2 separate regions of the Sus scrofa genome follow, and region 1 is linked to region 2. Evidence: chromatin contacts called from public Hi-C data. All regions are on one chromosome and are shown on one strand. Each heading gives the region's core, a stretch centred on a gene start, on an enhancer-like site or on the middle of the called end of the contact. The rest is flanking DNA. Distances are from core to core; before and after follow the strand shown.

Region 1 (6,373 bases), core at 1,143-3,642, 37 kb before region 2:
GGCAACTCAGCAAGTTAAGAATCTGCCAGGAGTTCCCATCGTGGCACAGTGGTTAACGAATCCGACTAGAAACCATGAGGTTGTATGTTCGATCCCTGCCCTTGCTCAGTGGGTTAAGGATCCAGCATTGCCGTGAGCTGTGGTGTAGGTTGCAGACGCGGCTCGGATCCCGCGTTGCTGTGGCTCTGGCGTAGGCCGGTGGCTACAGCTCCAATTGGACCCCTAGCCTGGGAACCTCCATGTGCCGTGGGAGCAGCCCAAGAAATAGCAAAAAGACAAAAAAAAAAAAAAAAGAATCTGCCAATGTAGGAGTTCCCGTCATGGCTCAGCGGAAACGAATCTGACTAGGATTCATGAGGACACAGGTTCTATCCCTCGCCTTGCTCAGTGGGTTAAGGATCCACTGTGAGCTGTGGTGTAGGTTACAGACTCGATTTGAATCCCAAGTTGCCGTGGCTGTGGTGTAGGCTATCCGATACAGTTCCAATTCAACCCCTAGCCTGGGAACGTCCATGTGCCCTGCGTAAGGACCTAAAAAGACACAAAAAGGAATCTGCCAGTGTGATTTACGTCACTGCTGTGGCGCTGTTTTGATCCCTGGCCCAGGAACTTCCACATGCCTGGGGACAGGGAGGGACACACTGCCCATGGGTTTTTTGATTTTTGTTTTATTTTTGTCTTTTTAGGGCCCCACTCTTGGTGTATGGAAGTTCCCAAGCTAAGGATCAAATTGGAGCTGCAGCTGCCGGCCTACACCACAGCCACAGCAATGCCAGATCCTAGTGGCATTTTCGACCTACACAGCAGCTTGTGGCAACCCTGGATCCTTAATCCACTGAGTGAAGCCAGGGATTGAATGTACATCCTCATGGATACTAAGCAGGTTCTTAACCCACTGAGTCACAATAGGAACTCCCTGCCTGGTTAAATTAATATATGGAAAGCTCTTAAAAATCAAGAAGGAAAAAAAATTTGCAGGAAATAAACAGGAAAAGAAATTCAAAAGGTTTCTGAATATTTTCACTCATAGATTAGGCAAGATTTAAAACTGAAAATACACTTACAGGAAACTGTGATACCATTTGGTTTGCAAAGATTGTGGGAAAACCAGCTGATTAGAACATCAGTAGCACAGCCTCACTGAAGAGCCACTTGACAGTATTTTCTTTCTTTCTTTCTTTCTTTTTTTTGATGGAAGTTACCAGGCTAGGGGTTGAAGCAGAGCTGTAGCTGCTGGACTACACCACACCATAGCAATGCCAGATCCAAGCCACGTCTGTGATCTACAGCACAGCTCATGGCAACATCAGATCCTTAACACGCTGAATAAGGCCAGGGATACAATATCTTTCCAAATTATAATACCCAGGTCCCTTTGCCCAGGCAATTTCACTTCTAGGCATTTATCCTACACAATCTTCCATAATTGGCCAAAGAAATGTGCACTGAAATATTCTTTCTACATATTGTCTGTAGTAGTGAGGAACATTTATTTGTTACTGAATTAAGATATATCCAGAAGGAGACACTATTAACTGCTGCCTCAAGGGATAAAGATGGGTGAGAGTAGTTCCCTTTGTGATTCAGCGATAATGAACCTGACTAGTATCCATGACGACGTGGGTTCCATCCGTGGCATTGCTCAGTGGGTTAGGGATCTGGTGTTGCCACAAGCTGTGGTGTAGGTTACAGATGAGGCTTGGACCTGGTGTTGCTGTGGCTGTGGTGTAGGCCAGCAGCTTCAGCTAGGATTCAACCCCTAGCCTGAGAACTGCCATATGCCACGGATGCAGCCCTGAAAAGACAAAAAAAATTAAGATGGGTGAGAAATTCGCTTTGCCCTAAGCATCTTTTCTACTTGAATTTTCTTATCTTTTTTGTCTTTTTAGGTACACACCCTCAGCATATGGAAGTTCCCAGGCTAGAGGTCGAATTGGTAGTTGCAGCTGCTGGCCTACACCACAGCCACAGCAATGCAGGACGGGAGGCGCCTCCTGTACCTAACACCGTAGCTCACGGCGACACCAGAGCTTTAACCCCCTGAGCATGGCCAGGGATCGAACCCATATTCTCAAGAATACTAGTCGGATTCTTAAGCCACTGAGCCACAATGGGAACTCCCCTATTTAAATTTTCTATGCAAGCTTCCAGTGATTATTTAAAGAAATAGTTTTAAAATATAATCACTGAGTAAATAGATAATTGCAAATTCTCCAAAACCACCAGTTTTTCAGACAAATAAACTGGAGGTCAGAGAGAGGGAGTCTGGCCCCAAATACACAGCAGGCAGTGGTCTCCGTTGGACTTGAACCTGAGTTTCAAGGGTGTGGGTCAACGTCCCCGTTCGACAGGCCCCGCCCCCTCACCGCCAGCCACACCCTGTACCGCCAGGCCCCGCCCCCGCCCTGCTGATCAACCGAGCCAGTTCAGTCCAGCCGGTAGTTAATGCACAACACGGACTCTAGCGCCTGTTCGGGAGCGGACCCAGACTCGGAGCCCCGGACACTGGGACAGGTGACCAGGGGAGGGAGTAGTTCCTACAGCCTGCAGTCGGGCCGGAGATCCCGAAGGTTTTGTTCCGCGCGAGGTCCTTGAGCTTCGCACACTCCTGCGGGAGAGGTTATGGCAATGGCAGCGCCGGGGTTAATAGAGCCAAACCTGGGCTGGGCGGTGACGTAACGGATCATTTGCATAGCGCTCTTCCGGGTTACGCACTCGGCGGAGGGGGTTTATGCAAATGAGGGCGGAGCTGGAGAACGTGCTAGCGGATGGAGAGTTTGGTGCGCCAAGATCCACCTCCTGTCTGTCCTTGCTATTTCACGGTCCTCCATGCGCGTCCTCTTCCGTGTCCACAGGCCGCGCGTCGACCGCCCCCGCCACGCGGGAGCCACGACTCTCCCCGAAGGACCCACTCACCGGCCCGGGGGCGCCCGAGCGGCGCCGCCCGGAAGCCGATGCCCACTCGGGAGCCCCTCCACACCTGCGGCTCCCGGGGAAACCTGCAGACCCACCCGCCTGGCCCTGGTCCCCCGGTGAGTCTGAATGGGAGGCGAGCCCACAGGCTGGACCTAGGCATAAGGATTCATTCCCCCCTGTTTAAGGGATCTCAGCTTCCCGATACCCTCATTAACTCCAAATCGTGATTCCTGCGGCGTCTTCAGCGACCGGTGCCTGGAAGCCTCAAACCCAGCGCGCCTCGCCCTCTGTGCCAGCCCCAGCCCGGAGCACACAGAACAAGGCCCAGGAAGATTGTATTTGAGGATGAGCTGCCCCTGGGCACCAAGAAGTCTATTAGAGCCGTCCCCAAGGAACAAATGCCTAGGCTCCACCCAGTTCCTGACTATGAGCTGTGAGTGTCTCTGCTGTGGTTCCTGATGCCTGGGAACAGGGAAGGAGTACTGAGGTTGGGGAGGGTGGTTGTTTTTTTTGTTGTTGTTTGTTAGTTCGTTTTCTTTTTTAGGGCTGCACCAGCAGCATATGGAAGATCCCAGGCTAGGGGTCAAATCGGAGCTGCAGCTGCCAGCCTACACCACAGGCACAGCAATGCCAGATCCGAGCCGCATCTGCGACCTATGCAGCAGCTTGCAGCTACTCGGGATCCTTAACCCACTGAGCAAGGTCAGGAATGGAACCCATGTCCTCATGGATAGTAGTGATATTACTTTTTTTTTTTTTTTTTTTTTTTTGCTTTTTGGGGACACATGTGTGGCATATGGAAGTTCCCAAGCTAGGGGTGGAATTGGAGCTACAGCTGCTGACCTACATCAGCTACGTGGAATCTGAGCCACCTCAGCAATGCCAGATCCCCAACCCACTGAGCGAGGCCAGGGATCCACCCCTCATCCTCATGGATACTAGTCAGATTCATTTTGCTGTGCCACATCGGGAACTCCCACTAGTCATATTCTTAACCTGCTGAACCTCAGTGGGAACTCTGAGGTTTGGGTTTTGCCAAGTAAATAAGAGTTTACCAAATAGTAAAAAGAGAAAAAGTGCGCTTGGGGCAAAGAATCCGACATGGACAAAGAAAAAAAATTACAAAATCGCACTGAATGGAGAAAAGAGAGATTCTTTACACTCGCACTTTGACTCCCTTCCCACCCTATAGTAAGTACCCATCAGTGAGCAGTGAGACGGATCGAAGCCGCTATGTTGCAGTGTTCCAGGACCAGTACTCAGAGTTCTTGGAGCTCCAGCAGGAGGTGGGCTCTGCCCAGGCAAAGCTCCAGCAGCTGCAGGCCCTGCTGAACTCACTGCCTCCACCCCAAAGCCAGGTCAGCACCCAGGTGGAAAACCCCACGCTATAGCCCTTCCATGTGGCTCAACCTTGGCCTCCAGAAATCCGTTGGGTTCAGATCTCTGGGCCTCTCCTTCAGGCTGGGTGGCACCACAGCACATGGGCCAAGGTCAGCCCTTGAGGTCCACCTTGTCTGTCTGAGCCTGTTTTCCCATCCATCCTTGGGTCCCATGCTCCCTGAGCACCCCCTTTTTCTCCCCTTGCAGAAGGAGGCCCATGTTGCTGCCCGTGTCTGGAGGGAATTTAAGAAGAAGCAGATGGTGAGTCATGCCTCCTGAGTCCTAGAGCCTGGCCTTTGCACACGCCTGTGCACACACACACATACACACTCTCCCTCTTTCTCTCCCCCATGAGGCTGGGACGCTTGTGCCCTGTTTCAAGGAAAGAGAACTGAGGCTCAGAGAGGGAAAGGCAAAGGGTCAAGCAGCTTGAGAGCCACAGGCCAGACTGCCAAAAGGACTTCCCTGGCTCTTGCCCTACTCAGGACCCCAGCTTCCTGGACAAGCAGGCTCGCTGCCACTACCTAAAGGGCAAACTAAGGCACCTGAAGATGCAGATCCAGAAGTTTGATGACCAAGGAGACAGCGAGGGCTCTGTGTACTTCTGAATGTCCTAGCCAAGAGACAGAGAGAAACATGGGGTGGGGCTCGGGGCCCTTCCCTTACTTCTCTGCCCAGCTCCTGGCCTTAGCTCTCGCTGTTGCCCACCCCTGGGGTACGCCTTCCCTGATTTCAAGTGACTCTGCCTTTAAGGCCCAGATCTGATGGCCCGTCCTCCAGGAAGCCCTCCCAGAACCTCCTCTGGGACTCCCAAGGAGACCCCAGATCTCAGCCCGTGAAGCGGGTCCTACCCTCCATCCCAGTGGAATAAACACCTATTAAATACCTACTGTGTACAGCTGCATAAAACTCCTGATTTCACTCTTTGCCACCAAAAAAAATTGTTTTTCCATTTTCTTTTTAATGGCTACACTTGAAGCATCTGGGCCAGGGATTGAACTCTCTCCTCCTCAGCCAGCCGAGCTGCTGCAGTCTGATTCTTCTTTTTTGGCCGTCCCAAGGCATATGGAGTTCCTAGGCCAGGGATCAGATCCGAGCCGCAGTTGCCACCTAAGCCATAGCTGCGGTAATGCCGGATCCTTAACCCACTGTGCCGGGCCAGGGATGGAACCTGCCTCCCAGTGCTCCCAAGACACCAATGATCCCATTTCACAACAGAGGGAACTCCTGCAGTCTGATTCTTAACCCACTGCACCACAGCAGGAACTCCTTTCTTCCATTTTCTAGAGGCTCCAAAAAAGGGATTTGTCCAGGGTCTCTGGGTGGGCTGTGAACCCTAGTCTGTCCAGGAGGTTCCCTCTCCTCCAAGAGGTCAAGTGGCCTTTGAGTGGGAAGCTGAGGGGCTGACCCCAGCATCACCTCCTCTGCCAGGCTTGGGACAGGGGAGCCCCAGGGCAAGAGTTTCCACAGGTCCATAATGGAAGCAAAAGCAGCCAACAACCCTAGTCTTTCTGGGGCAGCGTCCTGAAAAATTCATGGTGTGATGCTGGGGACTGTGTGAGGGGGGCGAACTCAGGTGTCCTGAAGGAAGCTCAACACTAACCCAGTTAAATGGGTCCCTCTGATTGTCTGCGTCTCCTAAAAAATGCAGGCTGAACTGTGATTGACACCAGCTCTGTGCGAGCATATTTCATGCACCAAATCCTGGGGGAGGGTCCCCTGATATCCACCCTATTCTGGGCCCTGGGTAGGATGGGTGGGGAACATGTAGGACCAGATCCCTGCAGGGCCCTATGATGGTGGCCCAGTAGCTACTCTCTTCAAGTTGGAGCTGCAGCTGGGGCCTACGCCACAGCCACAGCAACACCAGATCCCAGCCACATCTTCGACCTATGCCCTAACTTGCTGCAACACCAGATCCTTAACCCACTAAGCGAGGCCAGGGACTGAACCTGCATCCTCATGGATACCAGTCAGGTTCTTAACCTGCTGAGCCGCAACAGGACCTCCGTTGAGTCTTGGTCTCCCAGCAGAGCCATAAGGATCAGAGACAGTCAGGCAGACTGTGGGCAGAAAA
Region 2 (6,432 bases), core at 174-2,673:
CGTGCCATAACCGCTACCTGAATCACCCCTTCCTTCCTTCTGCCTTTGGTTTAAACTGTGCAGAGCCTAGGGCAGCATGAATGTTCTTGAATCTCCCACCGACAGACCCTAGGAGGCTGAGTCTTCCTGCTTCTGTGTCCCCAGAGACACAAGGAGAGAAGTTGAAATTCTCTGATATTAGGGGTGTGTACCCAGGGGCAATGAAATTCTCTCTCTAACCCTCTGCTCTGGCCATATTAACCTGTGAGAGGCTCCAGCCCTCCAAGGCTCCTCAAAGTCTCCAGACCTTTGCCCAGGCAGTTCTTTCTGCCGAGAATGACCTCCCTCTTCTTGTTTTTTTTTCCAACAAATTCTCCATTTTCAAAGCAGTGATAGCCCCTCTGGGCTACCACTGAACCAGAGCCTGGCTGATTTGGGTAGGCTTTTACAAATAAAGAAACTGAGGCTCAGCTTTAAAGTGGTTATGGTGGAGTTCCTGTGTGGCTCAGTGGTAACAAACCCCAGTGGTATTCAAGAGGGTGCGGGTTCGATTTCTGGACTAGCTCAGTGGTTAAGGATTTGGCATTGCGATGAGCTGTGGTGTAGGTTGCAGATGCGGCTCAGATGTCAAGTTGCTGTGGCTGTGGTTAGGCTGGCAGCTGCAGCTCGCATTAGACCCGCAGCCTGGGAACTTCCATATGCTGTAGGTGCTGCTCTAAAAAGCAAAATAAAATAAAATAGTTATGGGGCTGAAGAGTAAATTCCGCATGAAGAAGGAAGAGTAGTTTGAAATAGTTCTGGCTTAGTGTTGTTGGTTTTTTGTTTTTTGTTTTTGTTTTTGGTCTTTTTGCCATTTCTTGAGCCGTTCCCGCGGCATATGGAGGTTCCCAGGCTAGGGGTGGAATCGGAGCTGTAGCCTACGCCAGAGCCACAGCAACGCGGTATCCGAGCCGCGTCTGCAACCTACACCACAGCTCACGGCAACGCCGGATCGTTAACCCACTGACCAAGGGCAGGGATCGAACCTGCAACCTCATGGTTCCTAGTCAGATTCGTTAACCACTGTGCCACGAGGGGAACTCCTGGCTTAGTGTTTTTTAATTTCTGCAGATGTATGTAAAATAAGGAGAATTAAATAATTGGGCGGGGCCTTGGGATCTAGACCACGCCTACCTCCGCGGCAAAAAAAAAAAAATCCCTCACTGAGGTGCGGTCAACTTCATCAATCACCAACCAGCCCGCCCCTTCTGAACTCTGCCCAACTGTTCCACTCCATTTAATTACGCTGCCAGCTCGGACTCCTCCATTTTTCGAACCCAATCCCACTAAAAGTCCTACTCCCCTCTGCCTCGTTCCAGCCTATCAGGGTAGAAGCATTGACCAGCGCAGTGGGAATCAGTCAGAAACATGAAAAGTTCCTCCTCATCTCTCTTTAGCCAATCACTTTCCAGATCCCTCTCCACTCGGCTCCACTCCAGTTTATCGCAATCCAAACCCCACCGCCTAGCACAGTCCCAGCCTATCAGCATCCAAGACTCTCCGGCTTCATCCCATTCACATCTCCGCGCGGCTTGAGGCCTGATGAACTACATTTCCCAGGAGATGTGGCGGCCGCGCCATACCACTTCCGGCTGCTAAAGATGGCGGCTTCCTAGCGAGTCGACAGCCGGGTTGGAAGGAGGTTCAGGCTACGGTGAGAAGTTGGGTGGTGAATGCTTGTGGGATTCGTCTCCAGAGGCCTAACGTCCCTAGCCGCAAAAGTTTTAGCCCCTCGCCTGCCTTGAGGCTTCCGCCTTCCGTTCTGGTTTCTCCTGCAGTCTAGCCTTCATCCCTCTTGCTGCAGCTAAGCTTTGTTTTCCTTAGAGATTGTGGGGGCTGCAAGGCGCTCAGAGATCATCCCCAGCAGCCCGCACCCATTGCGCAGTTAGGCAGCCCGCTCCACTGGCCTCCTGTTTTTCCTCAGAGGAAATTGTAGCACACAGATCTGTTCCCCTCCCTAGGCAGCCAGCGCCCAGTAGGGAGAACCCTAGAAGTTATTATTCCTTTCTTCACCAGGACATTTTCAGTTTCAGGTAACAAAAAAACCAACTCAATCTGGCTTAAGCAAGAAAAAGAATTTAGTTATAGATGGATCTAGGTGCTCAGAAGTCTATTTGTTGTTTACTGGGTGAGCATCTCTTCAGGCTCTCTTTCCCATCTTAGAAGCTTCTACCAGCTCTCTACTTGTAACCTCCCATCTCTGCAACTCTGATGAGTTCCCCTTTTCTAACAGCACTTTTGCAAGTTTCAGAGCGACCCCTCACTGGCCTACATTGGGTCATATCCCCATCTCTGAGCCATTCACAGTGGTCAGGTGTGCTCACTGGACAAAATAGGGAGGGGTTGGGTTAGCCCTACAGGAAAAAATAGACTGTTACCTTGAGTCAGAGTGGATGCTGCACTAAGTGTAAAAGGTGTCCATCCCATAGATGGGGAAACTAAGACCCTGGGAGGAGTGACTCTTACTGTCAGTAGGCAACTCATGCCTTGTTCTCCTGCCCAGTAACTAAATGCTTTTAAAACCCTTCAGGGAAGAATCCTGGCTTCTCCCATCCCTACTCCATCTAGCCACTCAGGAGCCATGGAGGTGGTGGAGCCCAGCAGTCCCACTGAGGAGGAGGAGGAGGAGGAAGAGGAAGAGGAGCAGTCTGCTGAGCCCAGGCCCCGCACTCGCTCCAACCCTGAGGGGGCTGAGGACCGGGCACTGGGGGCCCAGGCCAGTGTGGGCAGCCGCAGTGAGGGTGAAGGTGAAGCAGCCAGTGCTGATGATGGGACCCTCAACCCCCCAGGAGCCGGCCCCAAGCCCTGGCAGGTGCCTCCACCAACCCCGGAGGTCCAGGTACGGACGCCAAGGGTCAACTGTCCAGAGAAAGTGGTAAGTGAGGGGCTTGGCTTGTGGCTTTGGGGTGTTAGGGAACCTTGAGTTAAATGTTGTCTTTCTGGATTCACTCTAGAACACAGTCCCTTTGTATTAGTCTCCTAAGTTTCCTACAACAAGTTATCACACTGGGGGAGCTTAAAGCAACAGAAATTTATTGTCTCACAGTTCTGGAGGCCAGAAGTCTGAAATCAAGGTGTCACATCCCCTCTGGAGGCTCTAGGGGAGGAGCCTTCCTTGCCTCTTCCAGCTGCTGGTGGCTCTAATTGTGCCTTGGCTTGTGGTTGCATCATTGCAATCTGTCTTCACACAGCCTTCCCGTCTGTGTCTCTGAGTCTTCTTTGTTATAAGGACATGTGTTGTTAGATCAGAATGATTTTTTTTTTTTTTTGGCCTCATCCATGGCATATGGGAGTTCCTGGGCCAGAGATTGATTCTGAGTGGCAGGTGTGACCTACACTGCAGCTGGGGCAACGCTGGATCCTTAAACCCACTGCGCCAGGCTGGGGATCTAACCAGTGCCTCCATAGCAACCTGAGCTGCTGCAGTTGGATTCTTAACCACTGCAGCACATGGAAGTTCCCAGGCTAGGGTCAAATTGGAGCTGCAACTGCTGGCCTATGCCACAACCATGGCAACACCAGATCTGAGCTGTGTCTGTGACCTGTGCCACAGCTTGTGGCAATGCCAGAGCCCCAACTCACCGAGCGAGGCCAGGGCTCAAACCTCCATCCTTCTGGACACCATGTCAGGTTCTTAACACCCTGAGAGGAGTTCCCGTCGTGGCACAGTGGTTAACGAATCCGACTAGGAACCATGAGGTTGCGGGTTCGGTCCCTGCCCTTGCTCAGTGGTTTAACGATCCGGCTTTGCCGTGAGCTGTGGTGTAGGTCGCAGACGCGGCTCGGATCCTGCGTTGCTGTGGCTCTGGCGTAGGCTGGTGGCTATGGCTCCGATTAGACCCCTAGCCTGGGAATCTCCACATGCTGTGGAAGCAGCCCAATAAATAGCAAAAAAATAATAATAATAAAATAAATAAATAAATTAATTAATTAATTAATTAACACCCTGAGCCACAATGGGAACTCCAGAATGATTAAAAAAATTTTTTTTTATTATACTTGATTTACAATGTTCTGTCAACTTCTGCTGTACAACAAAATGACCAGGTTATACATATATATACATATACATATATATGTGTGTGTGTATATTCTTTTTCTCACATTAACCTCCATCATGTTCCCTCACAAGTGATTAGATGTAGTTCCCTGTGCTACATAGCAGGATCTCATTGCTTATTCACTCCAAATGCAATAGTTTGCGTCTACTAGCCCCAAACTCCCAGTCCAGCCCACTCCCTCCCCCCCGCCCTTGGCGACCACAAGTCTGTTCTCTATGTCCATGAGTTTGTTTCTTTTCTGTAGGTAGGCTCATTCATGCCATATATTAGATTCCAGATGTAAGTGGTATAATGTGATATCTGTCTTTGTCTTTCTGACTTCACTTAGTATGAGCAGAATGATTTTTTTAAATCGAAGTGTAGTTGATGTACAGTATTGTGTTAGGTTCAGGTGTATAACAAAGTGATTCAGTCAGATTTTTTTTTCAGATTCTTTTCCATTACAGGTTATTGCAAGATATTGAGTATAGTTCCCTGTGCTGTACAGTAGGTCCTTATTGGTTATCGCTTTTACATACAGTAGTGTATATATGTTAACCCCAAAACTCCTAATTTATCCCTGCCCCCCAGACCAGAAAGATCATACTTCAAGATCTTTACCTGAATTGCATCGGCAAAGACCCTCATTCCAAATAAATTCATGTCCTGAGGTTCTAGGTGGACATATCTTTTGGAGGGACACAAATTACCCACTATTCCCTTGTTTCCGTGTTAAATGTTCTCTGGTTGCTTTATTCACTCATCAACCTGGACTCCTAGTCCAGTGCTCTTTTCCCTGAGCTGCCTGCTTCCAAAGTGGATGTCATCAAACAGCCTTTTCAGTTGGGGCTGCTTGGAGAGGCCCAGCAGAATGTCGTGGGGGCCAGTTGCCAGCCCTCATCTCCCTCCAACTTTGTTGCAGATCATCTGCCTGGACCTGTCGGAGGAAATGTCGTTGCCAAAGCTGGAGTCATTCAATGGGTGAGAGGGATATGGGGGTGAGGGTGGGGTACTTGAATGTGCAGCTATGGCTGGGAGGGGCCAGGCCCAAAAAACCCGGGGCTGTCTTTCTGAGACCCACACCCATGTGGCCTGGTCTAGGGCCTGGCTTTATTGGAGAGTAAGCAAAGCTAACTGGTAAGGATACAGCTGCAGCCCATTGGAGCTCTGTTCCATGCACTGGAGAGCTGTCACGCACTTTCCATGTCAGAGCAATGACTGGGAAACTCCAAGAAGCAGAGTGACTTGCCCAGGGTCTCACAGCAAATGGACAGAGCCTGGCTTGATCCCAAAGCCCTTGTCCTGAGTAGCTGGGTCGGGCAACAGGGTCTGGATGGGGCCTGTAGAGCCCTGGGAGATGCTGGGAATGAGCCCACTTTCCCCTCCATGGCCCTCCTGAAGGCCCATGGCTGAGCAGAGGTGGAATGATTCCCAAGGAGCAGACATGAGACCCTGGCTGGTCAGAGGGACCCATTAGGAGAGGGCAAGAGCTGGAGAGGGTCAGCTGGGCTGGCCTTGTGGCTGGGCTCTGCCACCTGCCCTGTTGCATGACCTGGGCCTTAACCCCTGTCCCTCTCTCATTCTCTGGCCCTCTCCAGCTCCAAAACCAATGCCCTCAACGTCTCCCAGAAAATGATTGAAATGTTTGTGCGGACAAAACACAAGATCGACAAGAGCCATGAATTCGCATTGGTCGTGGTGAATGACGACACCGCCTGGGTGAGGCTGGGCATGGGGCCAGGTGCCCTGGGGTCTCCTGGGGCTGCGGGAGGACCTCACTGAGTCCCATCCTTCCCTGCAGCTGTCCGGCCTGACCTCTGACCCCCGTGAACTCTGCAGCTGCCTCTATGACCTGGAGACGGCCTCCTGCTCCACCTTCAGTATCCTTTCCATGCGGGGGTCCCTGGGGAGCGGCCTGGCTGGGACCAGCTCGGTCCAGATCCCAGCTCTGCCACATCGGGCATGGGCCAGCCATCCCCTCTGAGCCTCAGTTTCTTCATCTGTAAAATGGGAGCCATCCTTAGGATGGCTGTGAAGACAGAGTTTGTATACAGAAGCACAAATAGCTGATACAGACTCGATATCAAAAGTGCACCCACATGAGGAGCACTTCAAAGGCCAAGCGCACCATCAGTGCTCAGTACGTGGCCATTTGAGACGGAAAAGTCACAGTCATTGCTACAGCCCCTTTGACCTGGGCACGGCACATTTTATTTTATTTTGCTTTTTAGGGCTGCACTTGTGGCATATGGAAATTCCAAGGCTAGGGGTTGAATCAGAGCTCCAGCCTCCAACCCACACCACAGCTCATGGCAACACTGGATTTCCAACCCACTGAGTGAGGCCAGGAATTGAACCCCCATCCTCATAGATA

The links. A called contact is a pair of places that touch in the nucleus more often than the background predicts.
Region 1: a contact with region 2 is called in a Hi-C map of liver, with 4 times the contacts expected there. The contact joins the promoter of OCEL1 here to the promoter of BABAM1 in region 2. A contact is called at or near these places in 5 of 47 Hi-C or Micro-C datasets (embryonic fibroblasts, heart right ventricle, liver and 1 more) and 1 of 2 datasets of contacts at active chromatin or transcription factors (alveolar macrophages).

What each region holds. Positions count from the first base shown.
Region 1 is chr2:60,441,035-60,447,407 of Sscrofa11.1, reverse strand. It overlaps OCEL1 (occludin/ELL domain-containing protein 1), which reads left to right and starts at 2,392. Exons shown (of 6, transcript XM_003123490.4): 1 at 2,392-2,514; 2 at 2,856-3,032; 3 at 3,162-3,349; 4 at 4,109-4,274; 5 at 4,504-4,557; 6 at 4,782-5,205. The coding sequence starts at 2,446. The coding sequence ends at 4,904.
Region 2 is chr2:60,402,733-60,409,164 of Sscrofa11.1, reverse strand. It overlaps BABAM1 (BRISC and BRCA1-A complex member 1), which reads left to right and starts at 1,423. Exons shown (of 9, transcript XM_021083571.1): 1 at 1,423-1,672; 2 at 2,549-2,893; 3 at 4,981-5,039; 4 at 5,657-5,777; 5 at 5,860-5,938. The coding sequence starts at 2,600.